Regions from separate parts of the Sus scrofa genome. Here region 1 is linked to region 2. Evidence: chromatin contacts called from public Hi-C data. All regions are on one chromosome and are shown on one strand. Each heading gives the region's core, a stretch centred on a gene start, on an enhancer-like site or on the middle of the called end of the contact. The rest is flanking DNA. Distances are from core to core; before and after follow the strand shown. Region 1 has its middle 100 kb from the start of DYRK2. Region 2 has its middle 170 kb from the start of DYRK2.

Region 1 (5,111 bases), core at 1,956-4,455, 73 kb after region 2:
CAATATTATAAATCAACTATAATTCAATTAAAAGAAGACGAAGATCAGGTATGCCTGTGAGATGGCTGCAGAAGTGGGTTCTACTAGTTACATGAACAGCACCCATCAGGCACTTCCTAGAGCTCTGTGGGCCCTCTGAGGAGGGGTCCAGAGAAGGGTGACTGGTGTCCACACGCTCTGCCATCCTTAGTCACAGCATCTGATGGGGACTGGGACCAGCAAAGGTCTGCTCAGGACAGGAGCTGTCATAAGATCTTATCTCAGAGGAAAAGGAGATCTCATTGTTGCTTTACTCCTGAGGCTGCCTCCCTGGGCTCCCCTGAGCCAGGTGACTAGGGGATGGTGAGTAATGATAATTATCAATGAGAACCAGCCCGGACGAAGCACTTACTGCATGCTAGGCTGCCCTAAGCGCTTCCTAGGAGCTACGGGACTTAAGCCTTGCCTCCACCCTATTAGACAGAAAGGCTTATCAGTGTCCTCTCCTCTTTACAAGTAAGGAAATGAAAGTATCCAGGGATATATTAAAATCACTCAAGGTTATGGAGCTAGCAGGTTTGTGGTGGAGCCATAGTTCAACTTTAGGTCATTGGTTTCAGAGTGTGTGTTCTCAGACCTTTGAGATATTGACTCAGCTTTGGGCTGTTGATCTGATGGTTCTCAAACTTGGCTGGACATTAGAATTTCCAATATCAGGGCCTGCCTCCAAATATCCTAATTTATATGCTTTGGGGTTGCCTGGGTATTAAAAAAAAAAATACACACGCATTTGTGTGTGTGTTGTAATCCGATTAGCTTTAGGCATTTAAAGAGTGCAGCTGGCTTGGGTAGGAATTCCCACCACGCTCTCCGAGGTAAGTATTAAGGAGGGCTGGGCAGACAGCACTGGAAGCCCAGCCAAGGAAGGTCTGGTACTGGTGTGACGCAATGACTAAGTCTCGGGAAGAGGGCCAGAAGGAAGGCAGAGGTGGCCCAAAGGGGTGCTAGAGAGACAAGAAAGCCGTTTGAGGCTGATTTCCCCATTTGCCAGGGGTGGGCCATGGAGAGGAGCCAATGGAGACGAATGAGGGGGAGCTGGTGACCACCTTCACCGCTGCACAGACGGTTCTTGGAACTCACCAGTACTACGGAGAATTCCAGTTCCCAGAAAGGTGTTTTAAGAGAGAGTCGTGCCCTGTAAATCACATCTGTTGAAGCTACCAGGGGGTATTTAGGGATCTGAAGCACAATTTGCAGGAATCTATTGAAAACAGGGGGCTTGGGCTGGAGTCAGCCTACATTCCTTGCAAGTAATGTTCTCGCCCTGGAGGGGCTGCTCCCCGTGGAGACACAGGCTTTAAAATGATGAAATTTCTGTTGCTTAAGGACAAATTGAAACATTTTAAGATAGAAAAAAAGGCAGTCATAATTTTATCACCGAAATGTAACGATTATTATTTCAAATGTTCCTTTATGTTGTTGTTTTTCCTGGGCATCATTTTTTCAACACAATGTTGATCATAACAATATTATAGCCTGCTCTTTCACTTAACACAGTGTTTATTCCTTGCATCAATTTATTTCCTTCCTAATAATTATACTAGCAGTGGCCAGTTATTACTGGGTTTCTGAAAACTGAATAATCTGTGAACTCATTCTATGGAGAATAAACATTTGCCTGAACATCCACTGCAACTAGGAATTGTTTCTTAGGTTTACTTATTTAAATATATAAAGCCTAAAACCAGGGATAAACTTCTTTACCACTTGCAAACAACCATGAAGTCTAAACGATTTTATGTGTTAGAAACAAAACTCCAAAATAAATAAATTTCAAGACAATAATATTAATAAACATGACAAGCACTGTTTTGTGAGTTGATTGTTGTTCACGATGGAAGCACGAGGCCCTCTTGGTGCTATAGGACCAGGGCTGTGGGACCGCTTAGTCCTCCACCAGTTTTCTCTGTTCTGAACCCTTTGAATATTCATGCACACAACCCACAGGCATCATGGGCCTTCATCTGCAATGGATGCTTCCTTTATATAACTCTAATTTTCTTCTATCCTCTCTAGCTCTTGACAATTCAAGTAATACCACCTGTTGCCGTGTGATTGTACACGTAGATTCCAAGTTGGGGTCTAAAATAAATCCAAATGGGTCTTTGGCATCCTACATATGGCTATATTGACTTCCAATTACAATTGACAGGTAAACACAAATGTAAAATTGTTTCATAGGGAATTCCACATCCAGAGGATTCATCATCAGACCTAGCATGTTGACAAACAGTGTTTATTGATTTCCTCTCTTATGCCAAGTGGCTTATCTAAAACCACTCACTCACCCTAACAACATTTAATTCCCATTTCACAGATGAGGTCATTGAGGTTTTTAAGGGTTATGAAAATTGAAGCACATGAAGCTGTCACGTAGAGGAGCTATTAATCTTTTTTTTTTTTTTTGGCCATGCCTACAGCATGAGAAAGTTCCTGGGTCAGGAATCGAACCTGTGCCATATCAGTGACAACCACAGATCCTTGACCTCTAGGGCCCTGTCAGAAAACTCTGGAGGAGCTTAATTCTAACCTCCATCTCTGTCATTCACAATCCATTCCCTGGACCATGATCTCACATGACCTCCCACAATCTTTTATAAAATATTCTTTTCACCTCTGGGGTTTAGCATGTTTATACCACCAGGGACTAGGGCTAGAGAGAAATGATTGTTTCTTTTAGAGAAAATGTAGCATGTGTCATTTGTGGTATATTTATTTAGCTCTAAAACCAACCTGACAACGATGGACACTTTAAGATATCTCAGTAGACTTGGCAGTAGCTTTGGTGGTTGGCAGTAGCCTGCCAGCTATTAAATGGTTCTGAATATATGAAAACTTGTAATTTCCTTCTCGAAAGGGCTTTGCCAAAGAGACTAAGCCACGTGGCACAATCCTTGAACACACATTGGCATATGTGGGAGCTCTGTTTATGCAAATGGATTCTTGGAACCCATCAGGCTAGCTTGGTATTTCATCTTTTGGCCCAATATTATACACTGGCAGAGATAACACTACCCCTGCCATGCACCAAAGTTCAGAATAATAAATCAGCCACACTGTAATTATATTGGGAGAGCCAGCTTTCTTCTCTCAGTGAGCAGATTGATGTATCTGTTTAGACTGGATGTCTTGGGGCTCTCTGGGAACCTGGGCTGCCGTCCCAATGCCCGGGGTAGGCACTGCCCCAGATCTGTGTGTATAGAGGTGAGTTCCCACTGTGCAGGTCTGTTGGGACCAAACTGGTTTCTCAACCTGTTTGGCTTCTCTGCAAGGTCCACAGCTGTCAAAAGCTAAACAAAATAAAGGACTGGGGATGGCAGAAAGGCCAAAGCTCATCCACCAGACTGCGCCAGCAGAAGGCGGAAAGCCTTCCTGAACTGTTTGATCCTAGGTGGTTATTAACTTAGCATCTGAGGACAGTCTCAGACAGGAGAGGTTGGACCAGGTAATGCTCTTGCCTGAATTCATGCCATTCCTTCAGCAGTTGGCACCAATGACTGGAAATAAACAAGACATATGGGAAGACTATTGCACACTGGGGCGGGGGAGGGGGTCACCCAGCCCTCGTTCTGCCTTGGTTTGCAGCATGTAGGAAATGATCATATTAACATACTGATGAGGGCATTGGTAGCTGAAAGGAGGAGGCGTATACCTAAATGCTGCTGTAAAAATGTGCAGGTCAGTCGCATTAGAATTCACATGTGTCCTTCCACTGTACCACCAAGCTTGATCAATGTCTTATCAGTACATTTGAAGACTTTTGCCCATGAGCGAGAAAGATGCCCCCATGGATATGTCGCCTGCCTGATTCCCCAGTGGCTTAATTTGGCCCTGCATGGTGTCTGACTCATTTGTCTTCCCTACATTAAATTAGATGGTTCATCCTCTGAGATCACATTGCCTGTTTTGTCTTCATGGCTGTATCTCTTTGCTTTTGTGGTTTTCTCTGCTGGGAACCCCTCACTCTGGCTCTTCACATGTCTGGGCCTTTTCAGTGCTAAGGCCTGGCTTCAGATTTTCCCTTCTCCCTTTTCCTTTCCTCACCTCCCTGCACTCCTAGCCACTCTCTATCATTATAAGCTCCAAACCCAATAAACATAAATATCATGATCCTAAAAATAGGTTTTAAATGTGTGCCATATAGCATACACGGGAGCCACTAGGTTTAGAATGTCCTGTCCTTGGGGAAGTGGGTACACAGCCTCATTCTTGGTTCCTGACTCTCTAGAGAAAGCTCTATATCAAACTGGAGGTTAAATCCTGGAGTGACACTTAAACTGTAAGAAGTGAATATTTTTCTCTCTAAGCTGTCATAGCCATTGAAAGATTGATCAAATGGCTGGAGGATGGAGGGTGATAATAGTGTTTAAGAATCTGGGTGGGTTTTAAAACTTGAGTATGTTTAAATGTATTATTATTCCTGGAGATTTACCTGATGTATTTTGGTTGACTGATCTGTTTAAATGGATACATTTCAAATCAGTATAATACATGTGTGTATACTCGGTTTTTAAAATCAATAACACTTAGTTCGCATGTGCATTTGGAAAGTTCTTGAGAGTCTTGGAGACGTAGAAGGCTTGACAACTTTTTAAAAGGATTTCACTCTTATCCTCCAGTTTTATTTCGAAACACCAGAGAAGAAGGCAGAGCTGGAATCAAGTATTTCCTCCAGCCTGGTTGACTCCCGGATCATCATTCTGGACTCTGTGGCTTTCTTCCTACCTCTGTGGCTGCTCTCAGATCCCCTTAGCTGGTTCCTCTTCATCTTCCAACCTTGAAACGTTGGTGCAATCCAGGACTCACACTTTGGTTATCTTCCTTCCTCTACACTCATCTCCCTGATGGCCTCATTCAAACCCTTGACTTGAAGTATCATGTTTGTGCTAATGATGCGCCAATGTCTATTTCCAGCTCTGTTCTATCTCTTTAGCTCAAGGCTGTTTTTCTCTTTGACATCTCTGTTTGGTCATCTTATGGGTATTTTAAACTCACGTGCCCCACACGGGGACATCCTAAGTTGCTCTCCTCAGCTTTCCCCACCTCAGCTAAAGACCACCACATGCTTCTAG
Region 2 (4,713 bases), core at 655-3,154:
TAATTATTTGCCAAATGGCTCCACTTCCTCATATCCTCATGCTGCAGGGCAGGCTTTCAATATATGAATCGGGGGCCACGCAACCAGTCAGTTCATAACTGGGTAACCCAGGACTAGAGACAGATTCATAGAAGCACAGATTCTCTTCAGGACGAAACTCAGTGCTCTTCGTTTGCTGAGATAAGTTAACTCATAAGTTAATCATAATAGAACCGAATTCAACTTTCCTTCCTGTCTTGTCCATCCCTGTCAATCTATGAATGATTGAGCAGCTCCAGGGACGGCTATTCACGAGGTTGCTACAGCTTCTTATGACCCACAAAGGGTCTCACATACATTATTTTATTTTAGCCCCAGAATAACCTATGGAGTAGAACTGATATTTTTATTATCATTTTTTTTCAGATGCTATGGCTGAACACAGAGGAGAGAAGCGACTTGTAATTTATGCTGCTGGTACATAGTGGAGTCTTGGTCTCTGAATTCAGATAGGTGGGGAGGGTGGGGGGTGTGTGAGGGATGGAAGTAGAGGTTTTTTGTTCTCAAAGCCCAGCTGCCTGTTCATTGTTTTCTGCTGAATCCAAGTCATTCGTACATGCATTCTGCCTTCCTTGTTCTAATTCTTGTCTCCAGAAGGAGCGAATTCTATTCTTTCATTCACCAGCTAGTCCTCCCTGAATGTCTTGGAGGAGGTAAGACAAGCAACAGAGAGAAAAGGGGATATGAATGGAGGCCAGGGATCCAGCAGGAAGTACTGGCCCTTGGGACCAGCCCAGGGGGCTGCTTGGGTGGGAGGTGAGGCTGCACAGGGAGGGAGGAGAGACAGGAGGGTGAGGAGCCTCCTGAAATACACCTGCCCCCCCACCCTCCACCCGCGCCCCGCCCCGACTGTCAATACTGGGTTGGTGCCTCTTTCTGACTTTGGGCCAGACATGGATCACTGTGATAAGTGTACTTTCATGTCATATGCTCATTAGAATATCACAAAAATGAGCGCACAAGTGTAGGTGACTATGAGAAGTCAATCTAGTCCTGTTTATATTTTCCCTTTTATTTTGAATGTTTTGCTTGATTTCCTTTCATTTTGAAGTTGCTTGTCGGATATCGCAGAGATTACATTTGCCTGATGATCTCAGCCAGAAAGCGATCACGGAAGCACCATTCATCAGGGACACCAAGCATTTGCTCTTAGGAGCACGCTGTTTGCAGAGGGCAAAGCCAAGAGCCGCCTAAGCGCGGAGAAATGCAGAACTGGTTTCTTTGACTAGAAGGACGAGTGGAGAGAGCGCCCTCTTGTGGAACTTGACTCATTGTCTAATCTGCCTGGCAACGGGCTATCTTTTGCAGCTCTTTAAGCCAATGGCTATTTTCTTTCCGTGAATTTGAGGATATTCTTAGAAGATTCTGAGTAAAATTCCCGGCGTCATTTAATATCCACCAAGAATTGATGATTTCAGATCAATGTGCAATGCAAAAGACAGCATTACCTATTTATTTTAGAGCACCAGATTAACTGTGAATTGTCTTTCAAGCTGGTGTGTTAGATAATTATATTTCAGTGCAAAGCCTTACAAAATAGGGTTTTGCAATTAGTTTTTAAAAACTACCTTTCCCACCTGGGTAGGAATTAAGCAAAGCCCAGGCAGTTTGGAGCTATTTTTAGTCCTGATTAATTATTAGGCCAAGATAATTCCAAGTTCAGCTGCTTATTCCGAGGAGACCTGACAGCTGGACTCTCAGGACAGCCTGGGGTCAGAGCGGACATTGTAACACAATGGTGCCCTCCCCACCTCTGGGGAGAGTGTGGGGGTGGCACTTTCGATGACACTGGTATCAGCTTTGCCAGCCTGGAGTTAGTGAGCGGAGGAGAAACTGCTGATTCAGGGGCCTGCAGACATGGCTGTTCTTGCTGCAGTGAAAATAGGTCACTAATGACATGTGGCAATAAGCCAAAAAAAGGCGGCCAGGAGCTCTGAAACGGCTGCTGGTGGCAAGATCCATTTTGCTAGGACTTCAGAAAGCAAGCAATGTGCTTGAATTGGTTTAGAACTACGGCAGGGTTGCAGAACTCACATGCCCGGATGGTGATCTCTCCTCCTTGCCTTGACTTTCTTAAACATTCAAGTTTTTATTGTTTCAGTTTATCCCATTTCCATTCTCACGCACTGAAATAACTCTGGGGCTCCTGCTTCTTAGCTGAACAGCCAAGCTGCTATGATTCTTTTTTTTTTTTTTTTTTCCTCCAAGGGTAGAGAGCAGGATGGAGAGAGAGAGGACATGATCTCTTTGATTCCTTATATGCTGACACTGAAATGATTCTGGGCAGTCTAGTCCATGCCACGCCCATCTTCGTGAAACCATCCATCTCTGTGATTTTAAGGAGAAGTGTCTGGTGGGGCCATTACATGATAAAATAGTATTTCACTTCATATTGGAATGGACTGATGTTTCCTGTGACTCCAAGTAGTTCCCTAAGCAGAAGAGGGGCATTGTGGAGAGGAAGGCAGGGCCCAGATTCCTGGCTCTGCCTCCTAAGTTTTGATTTCATAGATCAGGAAGAGGGGCCCAAGATTGTACAGTTGTAAGCCTGCAGGTGACTACATTTCAAGAAGGTCCACAGTGGCTTCATCACTGCCCTCACCTAAGAGATTTCCATGTCCTAGAGCTTCTTCCACTAGACTGTGAGCAGCAAAGGAGTAGGGACCACATCTCTTCATCTTTGAGTCTCCAGACTCCAGAGTCATGCCCAATACAACTACTAGTTAAATGGTTGTTGAATGAATGAATGAATCCTATTGGCTGATCTGCTTAAAACAGAAGTGGGTTTTCTAAAGGCTTGGGATTATCTTAAAAGGGATATTGGTTGCACTGAACGTAAATGATGGATTGTAAATCACTGGAATTAATATTAAAAACACAATGGAAGAAGGAGAAATCAGACAGTGTCCTCTTCCCAGGCCTTTCCAGGTTGAAGAAGAAGAGCTGGATTCGGGGAAGAGGCTGAGCAGAGGAAAGGTGGGCCCATGACATTTCACAAGTGTTTTACCCATAATTTGAAGTCTGGGGCAGAGTATTAAGCAGGTGATCTGGAGGCTCCCCTCTGGAGCTCCCCTCTTCCTCCCATGCATTGAACCTCACAGGGCAGAGTAGGAAATGGTCCTTAGGTCAGAGAGGGTTTTCAGTGCAGTTTGTGTCTTGGAGACTGCAAATAAGTGTGTAATGCCTGGAGATCAGCTCCTGGGACCCTCCAATCTGTGTGTTTGTTCATTTAGATGGGAACAGAGGGGAAAATAGAGTTTGAGTCGGGTTTATTGGAACCCATCCCCCCATTCCCGTGCTCCAGCTGCACCGGCCTGTCCTCTCCTCATACCCTACCTCACACTCTATCAACACCATTGCACTGGGGGTTTTATAGCATAGATGACTCTGCTTCTGCCTTCTAACCAGCCCAGATCCGGATAACTTGAACTTATCATTTATGACTTCATTTAGCAGTCACCTCTTACAGGAAGTTTCTTAGCACATCTCCTCTGTGTTCTCAACATACCACATGAAGATCTTACTCACTCATTTATTCAACAGTTATCTATGGAGCTCCTATTATATGCTAGTCATTGAATATACAAAGATGGGTGTGACATGGCTCTTGTCCTTAAGTAGCTCATTGTCTAAGGAGGGGATACAGATGTGTAAACAAGTAACTAAAAGACAAAGTGCAAAGTCCTAAGAGAGGTGGAAGTATTGGATGCCATGGAAATACATAGAAAGGACACCTGACCCTGACTTGAAGTGTCAAGGAGGGTTTTTCTAGATTAAGTGACATCCTAGTCAAGATCCAAAGGGCTGAATAAGATTTATCCAGACAAAGAGATGGGAGAACAGCATACCAGGGAGAGGAAAAGCATTTGCAAGAGTCATTATCTCTTCATATGATTGGCTGTGGACCCTATATTTGGGGGGCTGAGGCTATGTTTTACATATTAGTCTAGTCCCAACTCAAAGTACAGTAGCTGGCACCTAGTAGACATCCAAGGAAATGTTTATTGTATGCAAGTATGAATGAATCAATGATTTAACCTCTGCTGAAGTGGCTGGTGGGGGTACTAATTAGCAACAGAAGGTGACAATCCTTAAAAAGTGAACATTTCCTAGCTCAATGGCTCTCTGCCCTAGTTCCAGTAATGCTCCTTCTAGTGTGCTTATCATTGGGTTAGCAGATATGAAACTTGCATGGGCTCTATGTGCAGGTGCTTTTAATTTTCTGACTATGGTTGTTGGTATGGTTTCCATGTAGCAGCAAAATGCTCCAACCCAATGCTTTGAAAACAAATGTGCAATTTCTGAAAAGAAGATTAATGCAAACAAGGTTTGAACTGATAGTGCATTTTAACACTGCTTGAACTCTAGAGAGATGAAAATGTGTTTTCAGAGACAGGTCTCTCTTTTTTTTTTCATAACTGGACAAAGACCAGTTTTTGTTGCTGCTATTGTCATTGTTGGTTACCTCTCAAGGTGTGTTCTGCCACACATGGAACTGTGAGGTGTGTCCGCAGGCCCATGCATCTGCTCACATATTGTCAGTGAGCTCTGAGCTTCTGAATCACCTTGGGAAAATGGGAAATGATTAGCTCAAACTAAAAATGTGATTTACATTTTCTGAATGAATGATAGTGATTGAAGTGGTAACGCCTCAGAAATCTGCAGAGGAGTTCA

Evidence for each region. Hi-C and Micro-C count contacts between places; a contact is called where the count stands out from the background.
Region 1: a contact with region 2 is called in a Hi-C map of liver, with 6 times the contacts expected there. The contact joins two enhancer-like sites. A contact is called at or near these places in 1 of 5 promoter capture datasets (liver), 5 of 47 Hi-C or Micro-C datasets (fetal heart ventricle, liver and skeletal muscle) and 1 of 2 datasets of contacts at active chromatin or transcription factors (skeletal muscle).

What each region holds. Positions count from the first base shown.
Region 1 is chr5:31,942,361-31,947,471 of Sscrofa11.1, forward strand. No RefSeq gene overlaps it. Among named protein-coding and RNA genes, the nearest start is that of DYRK2, 100 kb to the right of the region's middle. Within about 2 kb of position 3,206, at least 9 of the 83 cell types and tissues checked have an H3K27ac peak or open chromatin away from gene starts, as enhancers often do. A contact at or near this core is called in liver, where this site is marked.
Region 2 is chr5:31,871,092-31,875,804 of Sscrofa11.1, forward strand. No RefSeq gene overlaps it. Among named protein-coding and RNA genes, the nearest start is that of DYRK2, 170 kb to the right of the region's middle. Within about 2 kb of position 1,905, at least 9 of the 83 cell types and tissues checked have an H3K27ac peak or open chromatin away from gene starts, as enhancers often do. A contact at or near this core is called in liver, where this site is marked.